Linked DNA regions of Callithrix jacchus: region 2 is linked to region 1. The links are chromatin contacts, called in public Hi-C maps. All regions are on one chromosome and are shown on one strand. The core of a region is the stretch at or near the end of the contact, and the rest is flanking DNA. Distances in the headings are between cores, read along the strand shown. Region 1 overlaps LOC118153776 (a long non-coding RNA gene). Region 2 holds the start of GJD3 (gap junction protein delta 3).

Region 1 (4,621 bases), core at 1,398-3,897:
TCAAGGAGAAGGAAGAGCAAGAGGTCAGGCAAGCCCCCTTTCCTCCTGCCCCTTCCAGCTTCTCCTCTGTGAAACTCAGACTTTTCCTCCCCCACCCACTTTCTCTTTCTCCCTCCTCACCTCCTCCTCCCCACCTGGCACTCCTATCCCACGACCACCCACTGCCCTGGACTCCACTGCAGAGAGGCCATGCGTGACTGCATCTCCACACCCTTATCTTGATGTTCCAGGCCTTCCGGGTGGGCCGCCAGCACACCTCTCCACCCCTTCCCGCCTTGGACTCTCCTCCAGCCTGGACTTTCCTGCCTCTTGGCCGTTCATGGGACTCGCTCAGCTCACAGGGCCCTCCCCTCCCTGCTCTCTCCATCCCCTCCTGTGGAACTCCTGCCTCTCTCCAAGCCCCCCGGATGCTATCTTCCCTGGGCAGCACTGCCTGATCCCCGATCGCCCCACTATTTAGACTCTCTCTGTGTTTTCACCACCACCCCCAATCCAGGGCTTATCACTCTGCCCTGGATGGAAATAGCAGCAACAATCATGGGAATAGACATCTCTGTCACCAAAGGCTCCTGCCTCCCCTTGCCTAGCACATGGATTTGACACTGAGATCTGACACTGCCCAGCCAGGGATGACATTTCCCAGCCCCCGTGGCATTAAGATGGGGCCATGTGACTTGTTCTCACCCATGGAATGTGAGCAGAAGTGGCACTTCTGGGCCAAGGCAGTTAAGCAGCTGATGTGCCTTCTCCACTCTCTTCCCCACCCACTAGCTAGAGCCCGATGGCCGAAGTGATCTTGGAAGCTACCAGTTAAAGATGGCAGAGCTAATTAATTAGCATGGTGGCACACACCTAGAGTCCCAGTTTTTTGGGAGGTTGAGGCAGAAGAATCACTTGAACCCGGGAGGTGGAGGCTGCAGTGAGCCAAGATCGCACCACCGCACTCCAGCCTGGGCAACAGAGCGAGACTCCATCTCAAAAAAAGAAAAGAAGGTAGAGCTGTCAGAAGCCTGGTGTCTAGATGAGCCTTACTGCTAACCTGGTATTTTCTGAGACCATCAGAGAGACAAGAAACAAGCTTCCATTGTCTCTAAGCCATCACACATTCTTGGGTCTATTTGTTACACCGGTTAGCGTCTCCTGACCAATACAGGTGGCTATCGATTTACTATATACCAGGAACTGCATGAAGTGTTTTTACTATTATCTCAGTTAATCCTCACAGTACTTCCACAAGGGAGCTACTTTAAAGGCCCTGTTTTATAGATGAGAAAACTGAGGCTTAGAAAGGTTAGGTAACTTGGCCAAAGTGACCAAGTGATAAACTGCATTCTGACCGGAACCAGAGTGTCCCACCACCGACAGTGAGCTTGGTGCATGTCTGATATCCTCCCCAGACCATTGTCACTGGGAAGATCGGAGCGGAAGAAAGATCACACCTTTCCCTCCTGCAGAAACAAGAGTCTGATCTGCACTAGATTTTTTGTTTTGTTTTGCTTTTTTTGAGATGGATTCTCACTATGTCACCCAGGCTGGAGTGCCATGGCACGATCTCCAGTCACTGCAAACTTCACCTCCCAGATTCAGGCGATTCTCCTGCCTCAGCTTCCCGAGTAGCCTGGATTACAGACACCTGCCACCATACTAACTAATTTTTGTATTTTTGGTAGAGACATGGTGAACCATGTTGACCAGGCTGGTCTTGAACTCCTGACCTTAAGTGATCCACCCGCCTTAGCCTCCCAAAGTGCTGGGACTACAGGCATGAGCCACACCACACTAGATATTTTGTAATATCATTACTTTTCAGCTTTCATTTTCCGAGAGCCTGCTAGGTCCTACAGAGTCAGTGGAAGGGGGAGGCACTTCACATATAGGGTTATCATCAGGAGAGCCCTGCCAGGTGGGTATGTACTCTGCTGAGCTAGAAGCAGGCTCTGGGAAGCTCAATGACCTCCCCAAGGTGACCTGCCTGAGTGGCCAAGCATAAAAGAAACTGGGTCTGCCGGGCTCTCGCCTCCACTCTGCTTGCACACTCCACCCCTCCCTTGTCAGGCCACTCTGATCTGGGAGGCAGCTGGAGGATTCCAGCAGAGCAGGGGTGGGGAATGGAGGGGGTAGAGAGAGAGAGAGAGAGAGAGAGGTGTGTGTGTGTGTGTGTGTGTGTGCGCGCACACATGCGCGCACACGCACGCACGTGAGCCCTACATGTGTATATCAATGTTTCACTGCTTCTATCCCTCAGTCTGGTTTTCATTTCTTTAGGGAAGAGGATGCGGCATGAAAGACAAGTGGAAGAAAAGAAAATAGAAAATTCTTCAGGCTAAGGGAATAAAAGGTCAGAAAACATCAAAGTTGATGGAAACTGTGAGTTTCATAGCCAAACCCCTTGGCTTAGTCCAGGAGGAAACTCTAGCCCATAAAAAAAAAAAAGGATTTGCTCAAGGAGTTGGGTTAGAGCCTGCACTTCCAAAACCCCACCAGTGCTTTTTGTACCAAGCCCTCTGCCCCAAAGCCAGGAGAGGATAGGTCACTCACAGTTCATAGCTCAGCTCAGACATCACCCCCTCTCGGCAGCTTTCCTTCCCCCGCCACAGCAGCTCTGCCACTCCTCTGTACTCAGTGGTTTACTCACCTGTCTGCCTCCCCCACTGGACTGTGAGAGGATGGAAACAGATTCTGTCTTGGTCCTCAGACCTCAGGAGACCTGGCACATAGTAAGTACTCAATAAACAACTGTGGGACTGAATGTCCGAATGAGTGAAGGGATGAACCAAATGGTTATACGTGCCATTCTACATAACAATGGCCTCGCGTGCACACAGGGCTTTCATTTTTCAAATCACATTAATCACATTGTCTCAGTAGGACCCAGTGAGAGGCCCCAATGACAAGGAGAATGGTATCAAGCGCACACACATTTACACATGCAGCTCCCCTCCGTGTTTATGTACGTATAAGAGACCCATACACCCATCCATCCCCAGCCAGCAAGAAAGATGCTATGACGTGCTATTTCCTGTTTTGTCTGCAAACGCCGAGGCGTCCTCTATTTTTTCCCCCACCCCGGCGCGCGCGCGCGCGCGCACACACACACACACACACACACACACTTGCGCAGGGCCGGTTTTCCTCCTTAGCTGAAAGAGAGTAAAAGAGAGCCAGCCGTCCACAAGGGGGCATTCAAAGACCATCAAACACAATGTCTCAAAGCCACGACTGCTACCTAAACTTGATCTTGAAGAGAAAAGAAGATCCCAGGGACAACTGAAGAGGCAGGGTGGGGTCTCGCATGGAAACGAGAAGAGGAAGTGGTCAGCCACTGGAGAAGCAGGGCTGATGGAGATGGCGGCTCCGTCTAAATAATAGAAATGGTAATAACCCTCACTCTTCGTATTTACTAAATATTTACCAAGCACTGGTGCCTGGTCTAAGCACTTCACATGTCACGACTGGTTTAATCTTCCTCTCACCTCTGCAAGGTTCAATACTGCTATCATTCTGGCTTTATAGATGAAAAAACAAATGAATCAGAAAAACTGAGTAACTTGCCCAGGGTCACTCAGTGGTGAAGTAGGAATTCAAACCCAGGACCTGTTATCCATAGGTCACACTGTTAAACTACTCTGCTGCCTCGAAGCTGGACTTTCAGACATCCTACTTCTCAGCCCAGGATTCTCTCTGCCGGACTCTACTTCTCACAGATCAAGGCCCTTTTGGGTGGTTGTTGAAGGACCTAGAAGCTGATTTCCTAAGAGTGAATAACGGTGCCCTGAAGCTGACCCCTCATCCGCTATAAACTGTTGATGCTGGGTTGGTGTAGTGCCTTTGGAAAGCAGTAAAGCAATTATTAGCAAAAGGCCTAAAGCTCTTCCTTCCCCTTTGACCCTATAATCTCATTCCTGGGAAATTATTCCAAGGAAATTATCCAAACGGAAGCCAAGTGTTATCTGCATGCATGTGTGCCCTGAAGTCTTTCTTTAAAGGTCAAAAACTGGAAGGACAATAAGGAAGTGGTTTAATACTCGGGCATCATTACAATGGACAGTCCAGCCTGGAAAAGCACAGTTGTGTTAACTGTGATGGGAATGGGCACTCGGAGGATGCTTCTGCTGCACAGTGTATCACCACCACACTCCCACCTCACTAGCCAATTCAACAAATCACGCTTGTCAAGGAGAGAGAAGTCTCTTTGTTCATGCTCAAAATAAACTTAGCCTCTGATGCCCCAAAGGAACAGAAGAGAAGCTTAAATGCAACAAAAACAATAACCTCAATAATTCTTGGGTTTTGAGTTTCCAAGGCCCCAGTTCGTGATGATGTATGACATTTTCTGAGAGTGATTTTGATGATTGGTTATTGATGATTTTCACCTTTCACACTGTTCTTGTGACTAAGCTATCTAATTCTTCATATTAAATTGTGTTAGTGTATCTGGTGTGGTTTCTGGTTTCTGACCAGACCCTGATACATACATAGATCATGGACCCTAACGATACTTTTTCCTTTCTTTCTTTCTTTCTTTTTTTTTATTTTATTTTATTTTATTTTATTTGAAACGGAGTTTTGCTCTCGTTGCCCCGGGCTGCCTCAGCCTCCCGAACAGCTGGGATTACAGGCA
Region 2 (4,621 bases), core at 611-3,110, 150 kb after region 1:
TGTTTTCAGAATATGGGGCCCAGCATGTGCTTTTTCCCTTGGACGTTCTCCAGGGCAGCATCCCCCACCCAGGCCCACTCCCAAGGGAAGCCTGCATGAGGGTGGGAGGGTTCCCCAGCACATGCAAGCAGGGGCTCACCTAGAGTTTTTCCAGTGGGAGCTGGGCCCCTGAGCTGGAAGGGGTGGTGGGTGGAAGGCACATGCCCTCCCCTTCCTGAAAGCGGGCCTGGGGGTTTCTGTCAGCAGATGGAAAACCACAAAGGCCCCCATGGCTGACAGGAGAGGAACTGTGGCCGAGGAGGTAAGTCCCACTACCCTTCCTCCTCAAGGGACAGGTATGACCTCCCTCCAGTGCCTGCACCCACCAGTCCACACAAGCCTGGCACAGAGGCAGCCCCTGCCGGGCATTGTCAGGCCCTGGACACCACCTGCGAAGCCCAGCCAGGCTGGACAGTTCCACGAAAGGCTCAAGAGCTTGGGCTCCAGAACCAGCAGGGCCCACTTAGGCCTGGACCTGCTATTTACCGGCTTTGTAACAGCAGGCATGTGGCTTAGACCCTCTGAGTCTCAGTTTCCACATGAATAAATAGTGCCCTCCCGCCACTGTTCACAGAGAAATGAATGAGCTCTTTGGTATTAAGGAGCTAACGGGGCTCCACACCAGGCCTGACCCAGCAGGTGGGGTATGCTATGCATTCAGGCGGACCCCTAGGAAGGCAGAGCAGACAACCAAACATCTCAGCCTGGAGTGTCCCCTCCCTGACCACTCAGATCACCATCGGTCACCCTTACTCCCTTCTCTATAAAACAGCTTCCCCTGCCACCCAGGGCAGTAGGAAGGAACTCTCAATTCAGAGCATTCTGCGGGGGAAGAAGTCCTCTCTCTATTCTTTACATTATAAAATAACATGTTAGGATGGGCATGGTGGCTCATGCCTGTATTCCCAGCACTTTGGGAGGCAGAGGCAGGAGAATCACTTGAACCCGGGAGACAGAGGCTGCATTCAGCCAAGATAGCGCCACTGCACTGCAGCCTGGGCAACAGAATGAGACTCCATCTCAAAAATAAATAAATAAATAAATAACATGCTTATTATAGTGAAGCTGGAAATTACAGAAAAGTGGGAAGGAAACCAAAGATTTTATTTAACTACTAAAGCCAGCCACTTGGGATATTTTAATGGTTTTCCATATGGGATATTTTTTTCCAGGCCCAAGTGTTTTTCGGTTCTCTGTCACATGGTTGGGAACTCAATATTAAGAACTAGAGAATCCCAGCTGGTCAGGAGGCTGAGGTGTGAGGATCACTTGAAGCCAGGAGTTCAAGATCAACCTGGACTAATAGAGAGACCCCGTCTCAAAAAAAGATGTAGAGCTGGAAGGAAACTTGGGGGTTAGCAAGCCTGGCCACCTTGGTTGATGACGCAGGAAAACCAGGCTCAGTCCAGACAAACGGTTTTTCCCAGGTGAGTGGTGGCAGAGCTGGACCCAGAAGCTGTTGGATGTTTGCTGCCCCTTGAACTCCAGCAGCCAAACATCTTCACAGGCATGATTAGTGCATAGTGGGTCTAGGTTCTAGGCTGAGAGGCTGTCTGGGAAGGGCTTCCTGGAACCCCCCAACTCCCTTGATAAAAGATGTGGCTCTGGTTAACCCCCTCCCCCATTTCCAGATGGAGACTTAGCTATGAGGTGGGGAGGTGGGGGGCCAGAAAGTGAAGGCCGCACAGCCCAACAACGGGCGTGGCCCGTGCTGTTCCCAAGGGCGGAGCCAGCAAGCAGGGTCACCCTGTTCCTTTAAGAGAAGGGGGAGCGCTAGCCCCTCTCAGCCATCCTGTCCGGTCCTCCATCCCGGCCAAATCCGAAAAGGAAAATGAAAGAGGGAGCAAGAGGCGCCGGTCCCAGCCACCTCCCAAGGTCCCTGGCTCAGCTCTGACACCCCAGCCCCGGCCCCAGGGTGAGTGGGGTTGGGTGATGGTCTAGGAACACCAGGGGTGTGTGGGGACCTGTGTGAGTATGGGGTGGGGGAGGCTCTCAGGAGATGTGGAGGCTAGAGGCACAGGAGGTGGGGGAGGAGAGGGAAGAGGCTGGGCCCGCATTCCTACCACGCTGGAGTAAGAGAGCAGGAAAACCTCCGACAAAGGACCCTGGGACAGTTATGAAAGCGGGGTTGCCTCTATGCCAGCCCCCCCTCCTTGAGAGGAGTTCACTACAGTCTAAATGGTGAGAGAAATAGTGGGCCGAGAAAGAAATGGTCTGGCTGCCTCTGCCACTCTCTCCTCTCCCAGGGGCACCAAATTGGGTCTGGAGGCCGGGGTTCGAGGCTCCACTCTTCCCACAGCATCCTTGACAGCTAAGGGCACCGCTGGGTTTCTGCTTCCACCAGGCAAGTCAGGGGCTGGCCCAGCTGATCTCCAAGGTCCTTCCTAAGAATCTGGGATCTTCAAGATCCCAGGGTCGAACCGCGACGGCCCACGGGGGTGCGGCTAAAACACAAATGGGGGCTCCTCCCCAGCACGCATTGGCTCCAAAGAGAAGGGAACCCATACTTGAGCGTCACCTGCTCCTCTCGGGCCTTCCCGTGGCCCTCCCTTCCACACTGGTCTTCTCGCTAAACGCGGGCCTCTCCCACACCATGACTCACCCTAAAGTCAGAGAAGGCCCAAGGGCCCCTACCCCGACGGTCGTGGAAGGGGTGGGGGTCTCTGACCTGCCCCAGACCCTGACTCCCCGCCCCGCGTCCCCAGCGCCATGGGGGAGTGGGCGTTCCTGGGCTCCCTGTTGGACGCCGTGCAGCTGCAGTCGCCGCTCGTGGGCCGCCTCTGGCTGGTGGTTATGCTGATCTTCCGCATCCTGGTGCTGGCCACGGTGGGCGGCGCCGTGTTCGAGGACGAGCAAGAGGAGTTCGTGTGCAACACGCTGCAGCCGGGCTGTCGCCAGACCTGCTACGACCGCGCCTTCCCGGTCTCCCACTACCGCTTCTGGCTCTTCCACATCCTGCTGCTCTCGGCGCCCCCGGTGCTGTTCGTCGTCTACTCCATGCACCGCGCAGGCAAGGAGGCGGACGGCGCGGAGGTAGCGGCGCCGTGCGCCCTCAAGCGGCCCGAGGCCCAGTGCGCGCCGTGCGCCCTGCGCGCCCGCCGCGCGCGCCGCTGCTACCTGCTGAGCGTGGCGCTGCGCCTGCTGGCGGAGCTGACCTTCCTGGGCAGCCAGGCGCTGCTCTACGGCTTCCGCGTGGCCCCGCACTTCGCGTGCGCCGCCCCGCCCTGCCGGCACACGGTCGACTGCTTCGTGAGCCGGCCCACCGAGAAGACCGTCTTCGTGCTCTTCTACTTCGCGGTAGGGCTGCTGTCGGCGCTGCTCAGCGTGGCAGAGCTGGGCCACCTGCTCTGGAAGGGCCGCCCGCAGGCCGAGGAACGCCACAACCGCTGCAACCGTGCGCATGAGGAGGCGCAGAAGCTGCTCCCGCCGCCGCCGCCGGCCCTGCCCTCCCGGAGCCCCGACCCCGAGCCCTGCGCCCAGCCCGCCTATGCGCACCGGTCGCCCGCCAGCCACCGCGACAGCGGCAGCGGCCGCGGCAAGGCGTCACCGGCCACCGGCCGCGGGGACCTGGCCATCTAGAGGCGGGCCTTGCCTCGCGCGGGCTGGACGGCAAGGGCCGGACCCCGCCACCTAAGCCAGCACCGCAGAAGCCAGAAGCCGCTTCCTCCAGAGCTGTCGCCGGACCTGCCCCGGCAGGAAACGAGCCTTAGGGACGGCCCGCAGGCCGCAGCGCTCTTGCCTCGTACTGCCTCCCAGCGGCTGCCTGCGGCACCTGGGACCGGCGGAGCTGTGGGTGGAGGATGAACTCAGGCAGGTCCAGGTGGAAAGGAAGGAGGCCAGTTTCCCGAGAGTGGACCCGAGGCGGAAAGCAGAGCGGAAGGTGGAGGGTGATGGTTTTACTAGGGACGAAAACAACTGATGCCCGCCTTCTCAGGCACTCTCCGTGTTCAGAGAGAGTGCCCCTCCCCGTGTGGGCCTTCTGTGAGTGTGCACACACAGACACATACGCACTGTGAGCTGTGTGCCCTCGCACATGTACACCGTGTGAGCGCCGTGCATGTGCGCACATGTGTACAGCCTGCGTGAGGCCCACTCGTGCGCACAGACCCACGTAACCCCCCGGTGAGCTGTGTGTGTGCACATGCACACAGACACATGTGTGCCCTGTGAGAGCTGAGTACACACATCCTTGTGAGCTTTGTGTGAGTCCATTGTTTACACACACACCGTCCATCCTGCACGACTTCGTGTGCACACCTAGACACATAAACATCCTTGTTCGCTAGTGCGCATGTGGGCATCCTGCGTGACCTCCTGCGTGTGTGTGTGTGTGTGTGTGTGTGTGAAAGAGAGAGAGAGATCTCTGATATGCCCTGCGGAGGTGGCCAGGATCCGATGCCAGCAGCAGCCACAATGGCTGCCCCCCACCACCCTAAACCAGCTGATCTGCCAGGGCATTGCAGGAGGTCTGTCTCCCCTCCCGAGAGACCTGTCCAGGGAGACAAGAGGAGGAAAGGGGTCTCTTCCCCGGGCAGGCCTCAGTCCTCAGGGGCCTATGAACAGATCCTCCCTGTCCGCCTTG

What was found. A called contact is a pair of places that touch in the nucleus more often than the background predicts.
Region 2: a Hi-C map of induced pluripotent stem cells shows a contact between it and region 1, with 3 times the contacts expected there. The contact joins the promoter of GJD3 here to the enhancer-like site in region 1. A contact is called at or near these places in 2 of 3 Hi-C or Micro-C datasets (induced pluripotent stem cells and skeletal muscle).

The regions. Positions count from the first base shown.
Region 1 is chr5:92,742,549-92,747,169 of calJac240_pri, forward strand. LOC118153776 (a long non-coding RNA gene) reads left to right here. Exons shown (of 3, transcript XR_008481552.2): 2 at 2,266-2,338. Among named protein-coding and RNA genes, the nearest start is that of TNS4, 30 kb to the right of the region's middle. Within about 2 kb of position 2,648, at least 4 of the 16 cell types and tissues checked have an H3K27ac peak or open chromatin away from gene starts, as enhancers often do.
Region 2 is chr5:92,897,661-92,902,281 of calJac240_pri, forward strand. GJD3 (gap junction protein delta 3) reads left to right here and starts at 1,861. Exons shown (of 2, transcript XM_078375549.1): 1 at 1,861-1,954; 2 at 2,286-4,621. The coding sequence starts at 2,749. The coding sequence ends at 3,618.